2 separate regions of the Mus musculus genome follow, and region 2 is linked to region 1. The links are chromatin contacts, called in public HiChIP or PLAC-seq maps. All regions are on one chromosome and are shown on one strand. Each heading gives the region's core, a stretch centred on a gene start, on an enhancer-like site or on the middle of the called end of the contact. The rest is flanking DNA. Distances are from core to core; before and after follow the strand shown. Region 1 holds the start of Epm2a (epilepsy, progressive myoclonic epilepsy, type 2 gene alpha). Region 2 overlaps Utrn (utrophin).

Region 1 (4,267 bases), core at 1,201-3,700:
AGGCGGGTTGAGAAATAATGGAACCAAGACATGCTAGTCTGCTCAAGGTTCAAATGTTTAATGGCGGACACGCTTTATAAAGGAGGGGAGAAAGTCCATTTCTGCCAATTCATCCTTGGAGCCTGGAACCAGCTGCAGGTGATGATGTGCAGGATAGGGCAGGATAGGGGGGCCTCTCAGCAAGTAGCAGTATCTTGAAGAGGAACAGTGACAGTGGCTCAACAATAGAGTGATCTAGGGAAGAAGGCTCCACCCTAGATAATCTCCTTAGTGGCAGCAAGGTCAAGTTCTGGCTCAGCCTGCTTCAGGCTTGAGGGAGGCTACATATTTGGAGTTCTGTAGGCTTCTTGTTCATGGACATCTATTTCTTTAGGTCAGGGAAGTTTTCTTCTATAATTTTGTTGAAGATATTTACTGGCCCTTTTAAGTTGAAAATCTTCATTCTCATCTATACCTCTTATCCTTAGGTTTGGTCTTCTCTTTGTGTCCTGGATTTCGTGGATGTTTTGAGTTAGGATCTTTTTGCATTTTCTTTGATTGTTGTGTCTATGTTTTCTATGGAATCTTCTGCACCTGTGAGTCTCTCTTCCATCTCTTGTATTCTGTTGCTGATGGTTCTTGATTTCTTTTCTAGAATTTCTATCTCTAGAGTTGTCTCCCTTTGGGTTTTCTTCATTGTTTCTACTTCTATTTTTAGATCTTGAATAGTTTTGTTCAGTTCCATCACTGTTTGGTTGTGTTTTCCTGTAATTCTTTAAGGGATTTTTGTGTTTCCTGTTTAAGGACCTGTTTAGCAGTGTTTTCCTGTATTTTTTTCAGGGATTTTTGTGCTTCCTCTTTAAGGACTTCTACCTGTTTAGCAGTGTACTCTTGTATTTCTTTAAGTGAGTTATTAAGGCCCTTCTTAAAATCCTCTACCAGCATCATGAGATATGATTTTAAATCTGAATCTTGTTTTCGCATGTGTTGGGGTATCCAGGACTTGCTGTGGTGGGAGTACTGGGTTCTGATGATGCCAAGTGTTCTTGTTTCTGTTAGTAAGATTCTTATGTTTGTCTTTCGCCATCTGATAATCTCTGGTGTTAGATGTTCTAGCTGTGTCTTGCTGGAGTTTTTTCCTCCTGTGATTCTGTTAGCCTCTGTCAGCACTCCTGGGAGTCCAACTCTTCTCCTGAGGTTAGAGCACTCTGCAAGCAAGCTTTTCTCTTGCAGGGAAGATGCACAGAGGTCTGGAGTTCAGCTCTGCCTCCTGGCTAAGGATGAGGCATGAAGGGGCCCTGTCTAAGAAGCTCTGTTGCTTTTGAGGCCCTCCTGTTTTCCTGCTCAGACTGGTCTCTGAGATACCAGGGATACAAGTTGGCTTTCTCACCTTCGAGTCATGGGGTCAGGGCCCTCTCTGGTTGCTGACTCTCCTCAGTGATCCTAAGATCCTGGGTGTGCTAGGGCACCTGCATCATGGAGAGTTCTCTGGGGACCTTGGGAAGGTCTGCGGAGTTCGTGCCCAAGGTGGCCTGGGGCTCGCACTGACCAGAACGAACCCCAGCCACTCCAGACATTTCTTTATTCATATTAATAACAAGTTGAAGCAGCCTCCTCTGCTCCCAGAGGCCAAATAATGACACAGTTGTTTCTTGACCTAAAGTGCTAATATTTGCAAGAAGCAACTTTTATTTATTTTTCTGTTTTTTTTCCCCAAGAAGAAAATTTAAATAGGTTTTTATCACACACACACACACACACACGCACACACACACACATACACACACACAGTAGCTGGGCACTGGTGATGCAGGTTTGTAATCCAAGGAGCAGAGGCAGGAGAATCTCAAGAGTTTGTGGCCAGTCTGATTTCCACAGTGAGACCTTGTTTCTAAACTTTGTCATCTCACAAACAAGGTTTTCTCTTTTTTTTGATCTTGAGATCAACTTATACACGCTAAAAAGAGGAGGCTGAAATTTTGTTTTTCTCTTTAGTCCCTTTAGGCAAGGGAAAGTATTTTGTGTGTTTGATGAACGCTGGGTTTTTGTGTATTGAGTGGAGGGTCTCTAAAGAACATTATTCATATGTATTATTCCCACGTTATAATCAGAGGCCCATAAGGACTAAATGTTGGGGTGCTTGAATGAGGGTTACAGGTAAATCTTGGATCGGCAACTTCACTGAGGCTGGAGGTTCAGGCTAGACAACTCTTTCTTCCTTTGTTGACTTAGTAAAAGTGATTTCAGATCTCTGGGAAGACGACAGGACAATGTCGGGGTGTCGTTTTCCTCCCTCCTAGGTCCAGTGTGGGTCTCAGCCTCTCGCGAGCCCCGAATGCCCGCTTCCTGCGGCTGCAGCTCCACGGCGCCTGGGAACCCTGATCCCACGGCCGCGTGACCGGGCCACAAACGCGCGGCGCTGCACGTCTCGCGCCGCCCCGGAGCTCGCGCCGCCGCCGCTGCCGCTCGCCAGGCTCCCAGGACTCGGGCCACCGCCATGCTCTTCCGCTTCGGCGTGGTGGTGCCGCCCGCGGTGGCCGGCGCTCGGCAGGAGCTGCTGCTCGCCGGCTCGCGGCCCGAGTTAGGGCGCTGGGAGCCGCACGGCGCCGTGCGTCTCAGGCCCGCGGGTACCGCGGCGGGCGCCGCTGCGCTGGCGCTGCAGGAGCCCGGCCTGTGGCTCGCCGAGGTGGAGCTGGAGGCGTACGAGGAGGCCGGCGGGGCGGAGCCGGGCCGCGTTGACACGTTCTGGTACAAGTTCCTGCAGCGCGAGCCTGGAGGCGAGCTGCACTGGGAAGGTACTGCGCTCCCCGGCCCGAGGCCCGCACCCCGCAGCTCCCCGTGCACCCCGGCCGCGGCCTCGGGGGCGCGCAGCCCGCAGCTCGCGCGCCCCCGCAGCTCCCCGTGCACTTAACTGTTGGCCACCGCTCGCCCACCATCTTGACCCTACCCGGTTGCACAGCGATGCCCTGGTCCGGATCAAGACCCAGTTCCGAGGGTCTCCTGCCTTAGGCCTCTCTCTAATCCACTCCGAAGTGGCCCACCCCACACTACAAGGGGCCGCTTGCTGGAGGGAATTTTCCCTTAGATTTTTGAGACCGAATCGTGGGAAATAGCAAGCTCCTCCCCCAAAGTCAGGTCACCGCGATAGAAGACAATTGAGACATGACTTGATTTCTTAAAATATGTAAAGAGTAATATCGGTTGTAAAGAAATAATAAAAGTAAATAGCCACTTGTGATAGCACAAATCTGTAATCTCAGTACTTGGGAGGTTGAGGCAGGAGGATTGCTGGGAGTTCCCAGCCAGCCAAGGCTACAAAGTGAGAACTTGTTCCACAAAAATATTATAATAAGAATATATGATTGAAAGCAGCATTTCCACCATACAAAACCTAAACATATTGCCTGCATGCGCGCGTGTGTGTGTAACTGTTTGAACAAATATTGTACAATATATAATTTTGAGTATTTATTTTTTCTTTAACAATATTAATATAGCTCAGACTTATTTGCATACAGGTGTGTTTTACTTTTTAAGTGAAAAAAAAAAATACTGTGCAGCTGTTACTGTGCATTAAGGTTCCTTTTGGTTTTCGAGATTCTTGGATTGGAATCCAAGTGCGGTTTTCTTTCTAGCATTTGGAAATGTTTCTGTACAATGGATTTGGACAAGCCAAAATGTCGCCACTTTACGTTTCAGTAAGGAATGTGTTGAAAAATCCGTAGCAGCGTGTCCACCGACCACGCTGGGTGGATCGAGACAGCCTTTTCTGTGAAGGCAATGGGCGTGGTGGCAAACTGAACGTGTGTGGCTCAGTGGTTCTCAGAGTCCCGTGGAGGGAATGAATGCTTCTTGAGAAATTCGTATGGGCAGACAACCAGGCCATTAGCCAGTTCTTGTGGAAAACAAGAATGCAGAATAACAAAAAAACGAGACCCAAGAAAAGCACGTGGTTTACTGGGATCTGTTTATTCCCTTTGCTGGTCTTTTTGGCCACTCTTGGGTTTGATGGTCAGCTAGCACTTCATTATGTCAGATGTGAGAGCTGCCTGCCTTTGGCTGTCCTCCCTTTGCAGTGCATTTCTACTAATGTCACTGTGTCCTTTTTCCACAGTAAAATTACATCTGATAATTTTAATAACGGTGCGTGGTGTACTAGAGCACCCATTTCCAGGTCTCCTCCTTTATCAGCGTTTCTAATACCCCCAAAGTGCTGATGGTTGGGTTGCTATTTCTTAATGCATTCACTTTAACTTGTCTGTTTTCAATTTTTCTGCAGGTTACCACA
Region 2 (4,267 bases), core at 443-2,942, 1.1 Mb after region 1:
GTCTTAGGTGAGGGAGTGTTTGTAGATGTAGCCATTAGGACCAGGCTCCACAACTCAGCATTTTGATTAAACCTGTTTTTCTTTATGACCTTATTTATTCCTCTCTGGCATTTGTTAGTGCACCAGGCACCCAACTATCACAGGCAGTAACAGAGTCATGCCAGATAGACATGTTCTCACAGTTCACATCTACATCCTGATGCTCTTCAAAGACATGCCTCTCACTACCATGAACTTCAAAACGCTAATGAAGGGCCATCTCGATCTGTATCCTATATTTTTAATTCACCTATACAATTAAGATATAACCCCAAAATAAGTTTCACCTCTCCTTAAGTCTCTTGCTGCACTCCAGCATTACATGTACGAAAATGCAAGCTTAAAATTTCTACTTGAATACTATTTTCTGACAGCTAAATTAATTCACTCACTTTGCCCCAGGAAATTCTAATAGCGTGACAATAATGCTAAGTAGGTTTTAAACATTTTTTTCTACTTATATGTACAGACATGCAAGAGGAAATACACATTAAAAGTTCTTTCATTCATCATTTACTTGCTTATGAATTTACCCAAGGATTGACTCTTGTTTTCGTAACAATTCTAAGTGAAAACTGGCACTCTAAACTCTACCTCCCAAGTTTAATGTTCCTTTTTCTATGGGGAAATAAACTGGAAAGTTGCATAACAGAGTAAACAATGAAAAACTGCCAGATTAGTGAATTTTATAGAACCCGGAGACTTTGCTCTAAATTGTGAATACCATAAAAGACATTTAACGCTAAATCTGTATGTATTTAAGAAAATGACCCATTTCCAGGTGGGTAGCCATGGAGGATCTGAGGCACAAAGTACAAACAAAACAAAGCAAAAGACAAGAAAGCAAGAAGAGGAGCTCTTGGTAGGAGGGGGGATTAATGGAGGTGGGAAAAGGACAGGAGAGAGTGAGGAGATGAGCAGTTACCAGAATGTATGTATGAAACTGCCAAGTAATAATTACTAAAAAGAGAAAAGAAAATCTGATATTTACTAAGATATAGAAAACATTATAGGAAGCTTAACCTTTAAACATTAAAGAATTAAAGAATTGCCAGTGCTGTTTTATATATTATTTTTCCAGTGTTGGTTATGAGCAAGCAATAAGATGTCGGATAGGCCAACTTTGCTCCCACGTGTTTTCTCTCCATGAGAATTGACTGACTGAGCAAGAACACTCTTCCACTGTGCCGCAACATAAACTCCAGGGGTTAGACAAGGTCCAACTGCTTAATTCTTCGTCATCTATTACTGATGTATACAAATGGAAATTCTTCAGCTAATGGAAGTGTGTGTGTGTGTGTGTGTGTGTGTGTGTGTGTGTGTGTGTGTGTGTGAAATGAACTGTAGATGTCTTCCCGACCCCCACAAAAACAAAACAAAGGAAAAGAGTAAGCCATTTCCAATTTTCTCTATCTAGTGAAAACAAATTCTGTTTTACTAGATCGCGTTTACATTTTAAAATATCTGATTATAGAGGAGTCTAGGTCAAACTATCCATGAATTCATTTTAATCAATCTTTATGGATTTCTAAACTTGGGACTGTATGTATACTCATTTTTTAATGCTACCACACAAAAAGCTTCCAAAGGCTAGCATTGAGCACGGCATGGATGCTTCTGGGAGGTCTATAAGGACCACACCCCTTCTTTCCCAGCTTCTTCCAATTGTCTCTATTCCCAGAAGGACATTCCACTTCCTCCATTTTCAAAGTTGCATCTGTATTTCCCTCTTCCAGTCTGGCTTCTCCTCAGCTGCTTTCTTCCTTTTAAAAGGCTCACATGATTTCACTGACATCAGGATAATCTGCCTATGGTAGCCTACAACCTGGAGACTGTTGCTAAATGTTGTTGTCAACACTGTTATGTATAAAGAGAACTGAGTCAAAGTCCCAGGGGTTAGGATTGGACTTCTTTAAGGGGAGGGCTTATTCTGTCTCAGATTTATAACTAAAGCCTTATTATTTGATTCAGGTAAATATTTACCCAAGCAGACTAAAGCTCTTCAATACCATTGCTAAAGTTATTATTAATTGAAATTAAAATGTAAAACAGCTAAGAAATTTTAAAATTTTAATTAGATGGCCACAACTGCTTTCAACCAAGACAAATCATCTCACCCAGTCTTGGAGTCCTTTCCATTCCTGTCTGTAGAAATGACACACTCATCAATTGCCTTGATGCCTCATTCTAGAATCCATCACAACTCAATATACCAAATGCTGTCTATGAACAAAAGAGTTCAATTCTCACAAGACAATGTAACACATACTGCTTATATTTTTATAGATGATGACCAGTTTGTTTTAAAAATAAGAATGGATTTCAGGATAGAAGGAAGGGCATATTAAAATGTCCTATTCAACAAATATTGGTTTCACAAGCTTTTTCCAAACAAAGATCCGAAAGTCAATTAATATTGAAATAGGATTTTTAAGAGAACACACTTTGATTTTCAAGAGACCACAGTTAGTTTCAGACACCATACAAAGAGATCTTGGCACAGAGACTTTTTTTTATTCAACTCACCCAAGGCCACACAGCTAATGTGAGCCACAGCTGTCTTTTGATACTCAGTGTGCACTCTCAGAATTACAATCTAGTTCTCCTAATACATAATAGGGTCGATGACAATGCTTAGTGCTGGATTGCGTTGTAAAGCAACTGCTTCACTAACCTCCCCTTCCAGAGATAACAGAGGAGTGCTTCATCATTCTTTTCTGGGACAAAGTATACAGTAAGTAAAGGACCAGCATCCTGAGATGGTGTGCAAACTAGATAAGGGTCAGAATATGTCACATAAGAAGTAACAGGAGAGAGAAACTAGGCTGAAAAAACCTTATGATGAGGAGAAAGAGGAAGATGAAGATGATGATAAAATAGCAACTCAGTGACCTGTCCCCAAGGCCAGAAAGACCTAAGGAAGGACAACTCGCTGATCTTAAAATTAATTTCTTCCCATTATTATCATGCACATCTTCCTCTTGGTAAGCGGATTGAATTCTGGATTAAAACGTCCAGGGAGCTGGGTTTGTGCCGCAGACCCTCTGGGTCCGGTACACAGCTTTATTCCCAGCACTTGGAAGGCAAAGGCTGGGGGTGGGGGTGGGGGTGGGGATCTCCCTGCGTTCAAGGCCAACCTAGCTTCATAATAAGTTCCAGGCCAGCCAGGACTACATAGGGAGACCCTGTCTCAGAACAAACAAACAAACAAAAATGACCAACAACAAAACAAGTTACATAGGGGAGCAGGAGCGCTCTTCAATTATTCGGTAAAACTTTATTTTCTTGGTACATAAAAGAGAACTGAAGTGGACTTACTTGATGTAATAGGGCACTTTATTATGTGAAATGGATCTCTGCCACGGCAGCTGGACTGAAGCTGAGGAAACAAAAGGAAGTTATTGGAAGCAGCAAGCCTTACACCTTAATGTAAAACAAATGAACACATTTCGGAGCAACTCTTGAGGGACCCGTTCTGGCTCTGAGCTGGATTCCTGCAATTAAGAAAAGCACGAGGCCAAGCAGCACAGCTTTAAAGCTTCATGTGAAGTGAGGAAAAGAACCAAGACTCAACGTCCAGAGCCGATTCTGTCAGACCCTAACAATGAAAACACTTTCACAAAATCAGGTTATTGTTCATAAACATTGCAACACAGAACACAGTGCCATCTGCAAAGCATGCTCCCTATATGCTGTACATTCAGATTTAAAATGACAGTTCCCAAGATGGAATTTCTAGATCACTAATAGTATTCTTCACTTTGCACCATATTCATAGGCTCAGCTATTATGAACAGATGGCACTCAAGCAAATTTAATTATAAGAAGGTTTTAGAAAGAAAATTCAACATAAAAATAGGCAAGGGGTTTTTTAAGAAGCAAGCAGATCATCTAAGAAAAATATCAGATATTTATTTTGATCCGCAGTATTTAAAAAACAGTTTTCCATGTTTGTAGTATGTTTGAGATGTTTGCCACGATTGAGATATGATGCCTTTTAATGGAAGTTCTTTCCTTTTTGAAATTCTGTTTACTGATTACTTGTAAAGATACATTACATTAGTGCTTTAGTAAATCAATTAGTTAAATGTTTATTTAAGTAGAGTAGCCACATGAATTTAGAACCAGAAGAATTTTGCTAAGCAAGGTACCAGGTAAATTAAAATGAAAGTTTACAACTATCTCTAGACCTTCATATAGACACGTCACTATTTTTTCATAATTTCTT

The links. HiChIP or PLAC-seq counts read pairs in DNA pulled down with a chosen protein or histone mark.
Region 2: a contact with region 1 is called in an H3K27ac HiChIP or PLAC-seq map of embryonic stem cells, with 3 times the contacts expected there. The contact joins the enhancer-like site here to the promoter of Epm2a in region 1. A contact is called at or near these places in 4 of 39 promoter capture datasets (cranial neural crest, hippocampal neurons, liver and 1 more) and 1 of 115 datasets of contacts at active chromatin or transcription factors (embryonic stem cells).

The regions. Positions count from the first base shown.
Region 1 is chr10:11,340,995-11,345,261 of GRCm38.p6, forward strand. Epm2a (epilepsy, progressive myoclonic epilepsy, type 2 gene alpha) reads left to right here and starts at 2,451. Exons shown (of 4, transcript NM_010146.2): 1 at 2,451-2,774. The coding sequence starts at 2,477.
Region 2 is chr10:12,471,914-12,476,180 of GRCm38.p6, forward strand. Utrn (utrophin) reads right to left here. Exons shown (of 74, transcript NM_011682.4): 57 at 3,358-3,418. Among named protein-coding and RNA genes, the nearest start is that of Gm25139, 110 kb to the left of the region's middle. Within about 2 kb of position 1,693, at least 2 of the 459 cell types and tissues checked have an H3K27ac peak or open chromatin away from gene starts, as enhancers often do. A contact at or near this core is called in embryonic stem cells, where this site is marked.